2 separate regions of the Gossypium arboreum genome follow, and region 2 is linked to region 1. The links are chromatin contacts, called in public Hi-C maps. All regions are on one chromosome and are shown on one strand. The core of a region is the stretch at or near the end of the contact, and the rest is flanking DNA. Distances in the headings are between cores, read along the strand shown. Region 1 holds the start of LOC108464426 (protein HLB1-like). Region 2 holds the start of LOC108469085 (cytochrome P450 78A3-like).

What was found. Hi-C and Micro-C count contacts between places; a contact is called where the count stands out from the background.
Region 2: a contact with region 1 is called in a Hi-C map of leaf, with 2.3 times the contacts expected there. The contact joins the promoter of LOC108469085 here to the promoter of LOC108464426 in region 1. A contact is called at or near these places in 2 of 5 Hi-C or Micro-C datasets (both in leaf).

Annotation. Positions count from the first base shown.
Region 1 is chr8:49,129,494-49,134,738 of ASM2569848v2, reverse strand. It overlaps LOC108464426 (protein HLB1-like), which reads left to right and starts at 2,200. Exons shown (of 14, transcript XM_017764724.2): 1 at 2,200-2,779; 2 at 3,458-3,580; 3 at 3,696-3,765; 4 at 3,944-4,057; 5 at 4,283-4,366; 6 at 4,745-4,795; 7 at 4,911-4,940; 8 at 5,075-5,137; 9 at 5,225-5,245. The coding sequence starts at 2,445.
Region 2 is chr8:49,349,692-49,354,936 of ASM2569848v2, reverse strand. It overlaps LOC108469085 (cytochrome P450 78A3-like), which reads left to right and starts at 3,039. Exons shown (of 2, transcript XM_017769975.2): 1 at 3,039-4,395; 2 at 4,576-5,245. The coding sequence starts at 3,250. The coding sequence ends at 5,199.

The DNA.
Region 1 (5,245 bases), core at 951-3,450:
ATGAACATCACAAATGAGTAATTCCATAAATGGATTTAGGGTCTATTCTACTTGGGTCTTGTCTGATGTATTATCAGTCCAGTGAATCAAATCTATGTCTCTATCTTCTGGGAGTCATCCGCTTCGATGCCCAAAACAAAGCATCTTGTCGATTGAACTTGATGGAAGGCATATTAGTCTTGCAATTGATTTGCTCATTTCCAATTAGACTAAGAACATCTTTAGGTTTATCTACTAATATAGGTTGTCTTTCCGTATTACGATTCAACCATGTAATACCGCTTAGTATTAGTTAAACATTAGATAACTAATGAGCTAATATTTGCTTCTATTTTTCTTTGCATGTAAAAACTATTGAGGACAATATACAAATAATATTAATGCAACTCATAGATAATTTTATTAAATTAATCTATTCGAAAAATACAAGTATACAAACGAATATACTACACTTAGAGCACCAGATCCAGCATTGTTAAATTAGTTAGCGGTTAACGAATCAATCAACCATCATTTTCACCATTTGCATATTCTAAGAAATTAGGAAGAAAGTTTAGGTTAAATAGTTTAATTGATAATTTAGATTTGGTATCTATATATTTTCCTATTTGGTTTGCATTAATAATTTTCAACCAAATTAGATTAGTAATTGCTTAGTTCTTGATTAACTTGATAAACACATTTACCAATTTGACAATTATTTGGGTTTGATCCTTGGAATACTCTGAGTGTTCTATTGAAACACTTATAAATATTACAACTAACCTATCACACTTATAGTAAAAGCTACTTTTAGTTCTATATATTTCGTGCTAATTCTTTACTCAATGTTCATACACTAGTGTGTGATAATCTTCCTAATAAGATTTATGCTGAAATGAAAAAATAATCACCATGAAATCATTTCTTGAAAATCGTTTATAGTGAAACATTCATATCATAAATTATATTTGTTAAAAGAATTGAAGTATTTCCTTTGACAATCAAAATTTATCTTATAATAATTGCATTATCTTATATAGACTTAATAATAATCAATGATTAATTAAAACTTAAACTTAAAATTATATGTATGATAAGGATAATAGTTCATTGAAATTGGAAGGAATAAATGAAAGTAAGTAAAGTTTTTAAAAATACTCATATTTATATTATTAATATTTATATTGTAAAACATTGCTAAATATTTATAAATCATATTTCATATACTTATTATTAAAATATTAATATAAAATATTTTTAATAGAATATTAAGAATACTTTCTAAATTTAAATTTATTATTAGTAGTAGAATTTATTGTAAAAATAAAATTATAATATTAAATAATTTAATTAAAATAATAAATTGTATTAACTATATTAATAATTTGTTATGTACTATTAAATGTAAATATAAATATATATTTAATAATATTGAAAAGTATAATTTAAAATCAATATTTTAACATTTCTAAAAGTTAAAACTAAAATTTTATTATAATATATTAATATTTAGCTCAGTTCAAGTAAATTATTATCTAAAAACTTTTTACTCATAATTGAGGTTTTTTCAAAAATTCTTAAAAGAAGAAAACTTGCATAAAAGGGGTTTATTGTAATTGACTGAGTAACTTCATTCATCAAGTTATTTGTCATTAACCAAACACAAAATGTGAAAACTATTTTTCATAAATAATTTTTCATGAAAGAAATGCACCTTAAGTAAAAATCTTATATAAATAATATTACTTCCATAAATGAATTTATGGATTGAGTTGAGATTAAATTAGGTCCATAATATTAATACCATAATAAATTTCCAATTTTAACTTAGAAAAAATATAAATTTCAAATTTCAACTAAATTTACCCATATTTATAAATAATTCATTTAAGTTCGTTAGCACTTTCATATATATATATATATATATTATTTTTTAAAAATAATTGTTTTATTTAATATTTAACGATTATATAATTATAACCATTATATATTTTTAATTAAATTTCTAAAAGAATTAATATTTAAATTATAAGTATATTTCATTTGATGTCATATAAATTACATAAGAAATGTTGTATTTTGGTTTTGAATATAAAAGCTATGCCAGAACCATTTTTTTAAACCAACTTAATTATTTTTTAAAGCTTAATATCGTGTTCAAAATTTAGGTTTTTTAATAATGATTTTTTCGGAAAATGGTCAACACCACCCTGCGAACTTAGGTTTCAATACATTAAAATTTAGTAATGAGGGAGGAATCTTGGCATTTGAAGATAACAGTTGTACTCTTACATAGTAGCTTACCTATGTTTTACTTTTACTGCGACTTATTACGGCCCTGCTGAAGTAACATCCTTTTTTGCATTGGATCTTGGCTTCAACACGCTATATTTTCTAGTTCTCTCTTTCAGATCTTCTTGGATTCCGCTTTGGCGTTGCACGCAAATCTCTCGTTCAACGCTATGTCCGAAACGATTGAGGGATCCGAACTTCAAAATGGTTTCCAGCCACAACCCCGGCCCGAGCCCGAACCGGAATCGGAATTGAAAGTAGAATCTCAACCTGAACAACAACCGGAAGAGGAACTGAAACCGGAACCTGTGGTAACTGATGTCGTTCCGAAGCCGGAGCCGAACAATGAGAGCTCGATCCAATCGAATGAGACGACCAAACAAGCTTCAACCGACCAAGTTGCTCCTCCAGGGCGGCGTAAAGATGACGAGAACCGGACTTTCACGATGAGAGAATTGCTAAGTGAATTGAAAAGCGACGAAGATGATGCAGGTTCTCCTTACAGGTACTTTCTTTTTTCCTTCTCTTTTCGAGTTTCAGTTGATCAAAAAATTACACTCTTTAATTTGTAATTGGATTTAACGAGATTTCAACGTACAAATCTTTCGATCTTTGAAGGTCCCCGTTGATTATTCTCCTCAATTAAATGTGGAGAATTCTTCGAGTTTCAACTGAACCTAAAATTATGCTGTTTCTCTTTTATATCCCGAACAGAGAAGTTACAGAATTTTGATTCTTGATTATCTATTGGCAAACTACTAGATGCAATTAAGGCGTACTCTTCCTTTTAGTCTACGAGTTCATTTTCATTAATTGCATGGATGAGCAACTGTTCTCCCATCAAAGGTCTTCCATTACTCTTGAACATGATTGTTATGTTAGAAGCTCGTTATCTTTGAACTTCAGATGCAATTAGATTTTTTTTCCTGCTTTTGAGTCATTAAATTAGTTCTGAATTTCAAGTTCGGCATCAATTGTAATCTTAATCTTTTCCAACTTCGATGAAGGAATCCTTGGTTTTGGGATTTTGCACTTTATAGAATTCAGTTTATGTTCATTTTCATATGCCGCCATTCATGCAGTAAAGGTTTCCTAGTCTTGTTGGAGTAAATATGATGTGATCCTTGTTTCTTCTGCTTGTGAATGATACCATTGTCTACTACATGATTTATATATGCTTCAGTCAAGAAAACACGCAATGTCAGTCCTACCAAAATAATGCTGCAATGGAGTTGATCAATAGTGTCACTGGTACTGATGAGGAAGGCAGGTCTCGTCAACGGATTCTTATATATGCTGCCAGGAGGTACTGTCATCTTATTTTTATACACTTTTCACACTTTACTTCCATATTGAGCTTGATATGTTGCCGCTTTAGAGTCTGCTATTCAATAGTACTGATTTTCAGTCAAATTTTGTAGGTATGCTACTGCACTGGAGAGAAACCCAGAAGATTATGATGCTCTCTACAATTGGGCATTGGTTCTTCAGGTTTGAGATACTGGTTAATGTTGATGTTCGCTTAACATCATTCAGAATGATTATCATGTCTTATTATTATACAGCAAGGGCAGCCTCCTTAACATTGTCAATTTAAGCATATTGTAATGGTTGCAAAATGATGCAGATTTCTCATATCATGTCCTTTCTGTTCTTATTTGGCTTGCAGGAAAGTGCAGATAATGTTAGTCCAGATTCTACTTCACCTTCTAAAGATGCCTTGCTAGAGGAGGCTTGTAAAAAGTATGACGAGGCTACTCGTCTTTGCCCGACACTTCATGATGTATGTGTGCTTGTTCATGTTGCTGATGATCCATTGCATTACTATGATCTTTTGGTTTTTTTAAGTTCCATTTCAATTAAAAAAGGCATGATGACTGCTCAGAGTGCATAAGCCAGATAAGAAACTGAATGCACAACAGAATTTACTGAAATAAGTGTAGAGCTGTATAATATATACACTAATGATATTCATTCATGACTTTGATGCAATTTCATTGCATGACAGGCTTTCTACAACTGGGCTATAGCAATCTCTGATCGAGCAAAAATGCGTGGTCGGACCAAAGAGGCTGAAGAACTATGGGAGCAGGTTCTTACTTTATAATTTTGATATCTTAGTCATGCTAGACTTTTGTATGAACAATACTAGTCCTTTATAGGCAAATCTTGGTGTCTTGTCATGGAAAACCTTTTCCATGTGTGGATAAGATCTTGTTTCCTCTTTATGTTTCATGTTAGCTGCATGCTGTTATATAATCTAATTTAGTAAGGCCAATGAACCATGGAACTGGATTTTACTTTGGAGTTTTGGTATACAGTCATTCTGGAAATTAGTGCTGAAGCACATTGTCCTTGTAGTCATGCTGTGTAGAAATCCTTGGTGTTTTCAAAGGAATGCCTTGCTTTAGTAATAAAAGCGTTGTCCTTTACTTTGATAGAGCCTAATCCTATTGTTATGGGTTTTCAGGCAACAAAAAACTATGAAAAAGCTGTCCAGCTCAACTGGAATAGCCCCCAGGTATATTAGAAGTAATTGTTTCTTTTAGTCTTGTAATTCTCCCAACTAGAATGACTACATCTTTCATTTTTATTCTACATCTTAGTGGTTTTAAGGATTCTTAAATCTCTTTCAGGCTCTAAACAATTGGGGACTTGCTCTTCAGGTAAACCCTGTTTTAGTGATGTTGATATTGTAATCAGCTTCATTTTATTTCTGTATCTTTCAAATTTCTGAGTCTACTCCTATGAAATCCTAGAACGCTATGCTTACTTTCATGTTCTATCATGCATGCTTTAGGAACTCAGTGCAATTGTTCCAGCTCGGGAGAAGCAAAAAATTGTCAGGACTGCAATTAGTAAGGTACAAAAGTCATTTGACATCTGATAAGTCCTAAAAGAAGTTCACTTTGCATTTCAATTCTTACAATTCCCTTTGCTTTAAATGCAGTTTCGTGCTGCAATACAGTTG
Region 2 (5,245 bases), core at 1,790-4,289, 220 kb before region 1:
CTTTCTTTCCTTTGATTTTTCGGTCAAGAAGAACAAAATGAGAACCTTTTTCTTTTTTTTCATCACCCCCAATTTCCATTATTTTATTACTAACCCTTTTTATTTTATTATTTCTAACATAAAGCATTAGCACAACATGTTTATAATAGGTTTTAACCCATAGCATGGCCGGCCACTAGTTCAAATTTTGGGTAATTTGACATGCAAACCCAGCATCTTTATAACATGCATTAATAGGCCACTTACATTTGCCTAGCACATTTCTAAATTTTCTCACATAAGTCCTATTAACTAAATTCACATGCAATCGACTAAATCGAAGCTTAAAACTTTCACACATTCATATTCACATATTCTAGACAATAAATATCACATTCAAATACTTCGGTGACTCGGTTTAGCGGTCCCGAAACCACTTCCCGACTAGGGTCAATTTAGGGCTGTCACATACCCCCTCCTTTCTATTTATTTAGTGTTGTCAAGTTAGCTCGGGGTTGGAGATCGTTGGAGGCAGCATCACACTATCAAATTAACAAGTTAGGGTATTAATAAACCTTAAGTGTTTTGAAGTGAGTGACATGTATAGAGACTTAGTAATTTATGATATGTGTATCATGATTTGGCCAATTGAGTTGGCTTATAATGATTCATTTGTAATGAGCCATGAGATATGACTCATATTTGATCATTGGGTTTTAAACCTAATTGATTTTGCATGACTGATTTAATGTCTTAATGATGTGCATGTTGTTATGGCTTGGTATCGATGAATGTATGATATGGTATGCATATTTGATGGATGAATTTTGATCAATAGATGTGACCATATTCTTAGTATAAAAGTGTAAATTTAGAGTAAGTTAATGATGTTAATGAAGAATAGAATTGGTGTGGAATGCCTTATGGAAACATGTTAATGTGAGTGTGTGATATGTGACATTAAGGATATGTATTAGACATGACTATGAATGCTAGATGACTATGTTGAGAATATCAACATGAAGACAACCATAGTATAAGGGTATAAGTGGTAGTGAAGACGACAAGGCCAAATGAATATGATTTGGTATGTCAAGACTTGATATAAAATGAGTATGAGAAACACAAGTATAATACATGCAAATGTTATGTTTGTGACTTAATTGAGGATGTTTAATCGTTAAATGGATGTCATGTTATATATCCTTGATGTTGTATAAATGTGTGAGGGATTATGGTTGACCAAGGCTTGGAAAATAGCCTAACTGTTAGCCACACGGACGTGTGACTCTCTAGACATGGAAAATTTCTCTAAGTGTTGTAAAATTTTTAGAAGTTCTTGGTTTAGTCCCGAACCACCCCCGATGTGTGTTGTGGGCCTCATAGACCCGTATAAGGGACGATATGCATGTGTTTGAATGTTTTTGAATTGGTTGAAATTTTATGGCTCAGTTTTACATGTATATGTATGTTTAAGCCCGATAATGCCTCGTATCCTATCCCGGCATCGGACACGGGTAAGGGATGTTACAATAAGGATCCAAGATTCTCAACCACAACATGAAGATAAGCATGAACATCAAGATAAAGATGAAGATTTTGATCCAGATGCACAGTATGATGCTCTCCGCCTAGAAATCTATCAGAAAAAACAAGAAAAGCAGGACCATATCATTGATCTTAGTCTCACATCAAATGAATACACTGACTATGATTAAAGAATAGAATCTCACTTTTACTATTTGCCTTCAATAAAGATGTTTTGTACTGTTTGCTTTATGTAAAATATCTGTACCATAAGTTTGTCTGTTTGTAAGCCTCTCCATCTGTATAAGAAGAGTTATATCCTCTTGTAAAAACAGATCAAGTTAGATCAATAAAATATCAGAGTGTTTTCTATCTATGGCTTTCTAAATTCCCTGCTTTCTCTCTAGATTTCCTTTTAAGATAAGATTGAGCTTATGAGTTAACTATGAGTTCAAATAGAGTATGCTCTGTGCTTGCCATATACATGGATCCTGCACATAATAAATATGCTCTGTGCTTGCCATATACATGGATCCTGCACATAATAAATATTAAACTCTGATCAAAGGTATCAATAATGCTGAGGATTAAGGAAGTTTCTTGATTTAAGGGTTTATAGCTAAAAGGCAGTGCTTGTTTTAATGTCCAAAAAGAAAAGTGGTCTGTGTTTTTGGCATAGCATACCTGCTACAATTCTTAAGTCTTGAATCCCGTCCTACAATTTTGATTTCCAGAAATATTTCATAAGTGCGTTCTGGAAATTTTGGGAAGGTGATACGCACACCTTCAGCTGGAAGAGTATTTTTCTGACGAATCGAGGGAAATAACTCCACTATGTTTGGTCGTGGGGATGATGCTGAAAGCAAATCCTACCTGATGAGACAATTAAATTGCATGAGGAGAGAATTAAAGGGATATCATAATTCTTTATTTTTTAAGGTGGTCTCACTTGAGTTAATCATTATGAATGGGTTTGGATGAGTGATGTGTTTATCTGTGGTTAATATAAAAATAATGGTGACGGTGATATTAACTACTATAACGATATTGTAGCGTGAGACAAAAACTAAACTAAACGCACCCCTAAACCCATCCAAACTCACCCTATATATAATTGCCTTAAAAATGCTTGATCATTTTGCTAATTTTAATCAAATACTAATTAACATTCACCAATGCCGCTGCTAGTTTGTTTTAATGATTCTTGTTCTTTTAATTTTCTTTTTCGAAAAACTTAAAAGAGTTACTTTCATGAATTTTTTTTGTAACCATGTAAAAGTTTTGTGCCCATGAGATTATAAAAAAGAAATAAAAAGAAGAGGAAGATACTACATCGACATGATTGGGTATGAAAAAGAATGATATTTGATTAATGTGGCCTGGAAGTGGAGGGCTCGCTCAGGACCACCACATACACCGCCGATGCCTAAATTCTGAGAGCGATGCCAAATTCATTAACATAGCGAATCGGAATGGCTGCCTTTGTCAATTATTACCAGTAATATGCTGCTACTAGCCTTTGATATTAGTGGTTTGATAGCTGTGGATCGAAAAAGATAGAATGGTAGCAGCTAGGGGCTTACGTGTTCCAAGAAAATGAACCCCACGAGCAGAAACGAGCGTGGGGAATGCAAGGGGCTCCATGCTCATGAAGCCTCGTTTTCGGTTTTGCTAGTGGCGGCGCACACTGATATCGATTTTAACTTTTCGATTTTTTTTTTAATTCCGTTATAATGTTGATATATGCCGATCCGTGTGGCATATCTCATAATGCTTCTGTTTAACCGTTACTCTTGTAGTCCACAAAAAAAAAAAAAAAAATCTCTATATAAGCAACGCTCTCATTCCATAGTCTCAACCAGAAGAGGAAACAACCAAACAAACAAAATATCATCCGCCATTTTCCTGATCTCCATGGAAACTAACTCTGATTGCTTTTGGCTTTTGTTTATTGCTTCCAAATGCAAAACTTTCTCCTCTCAAAACTCAGTTTGGCTTCTTCTTTTACTTTGCATGGGTTGGCTGGGTATGACCCTCTGTTTCTGGTTGTACCCTGGAGGTCCTGCCTGGGGTAAGTATCGTTGGCTGCGGAAGAGAGGTGCCGCGAAGCACAATATCATTCCAGGACCACGAGGTTTCCCAGTGCTGGGAAGCATGAACATCATGCTTAATCTGGCTCACCATAAAATTTCTGCAGCAGCTAAGTGTTTTGATGCTAAACGGCTCATGGCCTTTAGCTTGGGTGATACAAGGGTTATGGTTACATGCAACCCTGATGTAGCCAAAGAGATTCTTAACAGTTCCATTTTTGCTGATCGTCCTGTGAAAGAGTCGGCATACAGTTTAATGTTCAACAGAGCCATTGGTTTCGCTCCTTATGGGGTTTACTGGCGAACCCTCAGAAGAATTGCTGCCACACATCTATTTTGTCCTAAACAAATCAGCTTCGCCGAGGCACAGAGGTCTGATATCGCCTCTCAAATGCGTTCTATAATAGCATGTCGTGGTGGAACCGGAGAAATCTCCGTACGGGATATACTAAAGAAAGCATCTCTTAACAACATGATGTGCTCGGTGTTTGGCAGCAAGTATCAACTTGGCTCGTCAAATACTGAAACTGAACAACTCAACCAGCTTGTCGAAGAAGGTTACGACCTATTAGGGAAGCTCAATTGGTCTGATCATCTCCCATGGCTTGCTGGTTTAGACCTTCAAAAAATCCGGCTTCGATGCACCCAACTTGTTCCCAAAGTGAACAAGTTTGTGAGTAGAATCATTCAACAACATAAACTGCAACCTGAGACAATAAACCATGATTTCGTGCACGTTTTACTTTCTCTCACTGGACCTCATAGACTCTCGGACAACGATATGATTGCCGTACTTTGGGTAAGCAACAAAGCAAGCAATTTTATTTTATTTTTTTATAGGCATGGTTTTTTGCTTTCTAGCTGTGATGGGAAAAGAATCGAGGATGGAATCTTGGATCAGTTTGATGATTAGATTACGATAATATGTACATTTTCTTAGCTTTTAAGTACAATTAATTGCTTTGTCCTAATTACGCAGGAGATGATATTTAGAGGAACGGACACTGTGGCGGTTTTAATAGAGTGGATTCTAGCGAGAATGGTGCTTCACCCGGAAATCCAGTCAAGAGTGCAGGCGGAGCTTGATGAAGTTGTGGGGAAATCACGAGCGTTGATGGAATCAGATATTGAATCGATGGTTTACCTGCAGGCAGTAGTGAAGGAGGTTCTGAGGATGCACCCACCTGGCCCACTTCTATCATGGGCCCGGTTGGCAATCACAGACGCTACTATTGATGGATATCACGTGCCTGCTGGGACCACAGCCATGGTTAACATGTGGGCCATTACCAGGGACCCAGAAATTTGGGTGGACCCACTCAAGTTCATGCCAGAGAGATTCGTGTCCAAGGATAATATTACTGATGTGGAATTCTCGGTGTTAGGGTCAGACCTTAGGCTGGCGCCATTCGGGTCAGGCCGTCGGACTTGCCCAGGTAAGACATTGGGTTTGGCCACTGTTAACTTTTGGGTGGGATCCTTATTGCATGAATTCGAGTGGGTGCAATCGGATGCTAATCCAGTTGATCTCACCGAAAGGCTTAGGCTCTCCTGCGAAATGGCTAACCCTCTTAAGGTCAAAGTGCAGCCTAGGCGCAGATGAAATGATAATCGCACAATTTATGATGGTTCAATCTGAGATTATATAC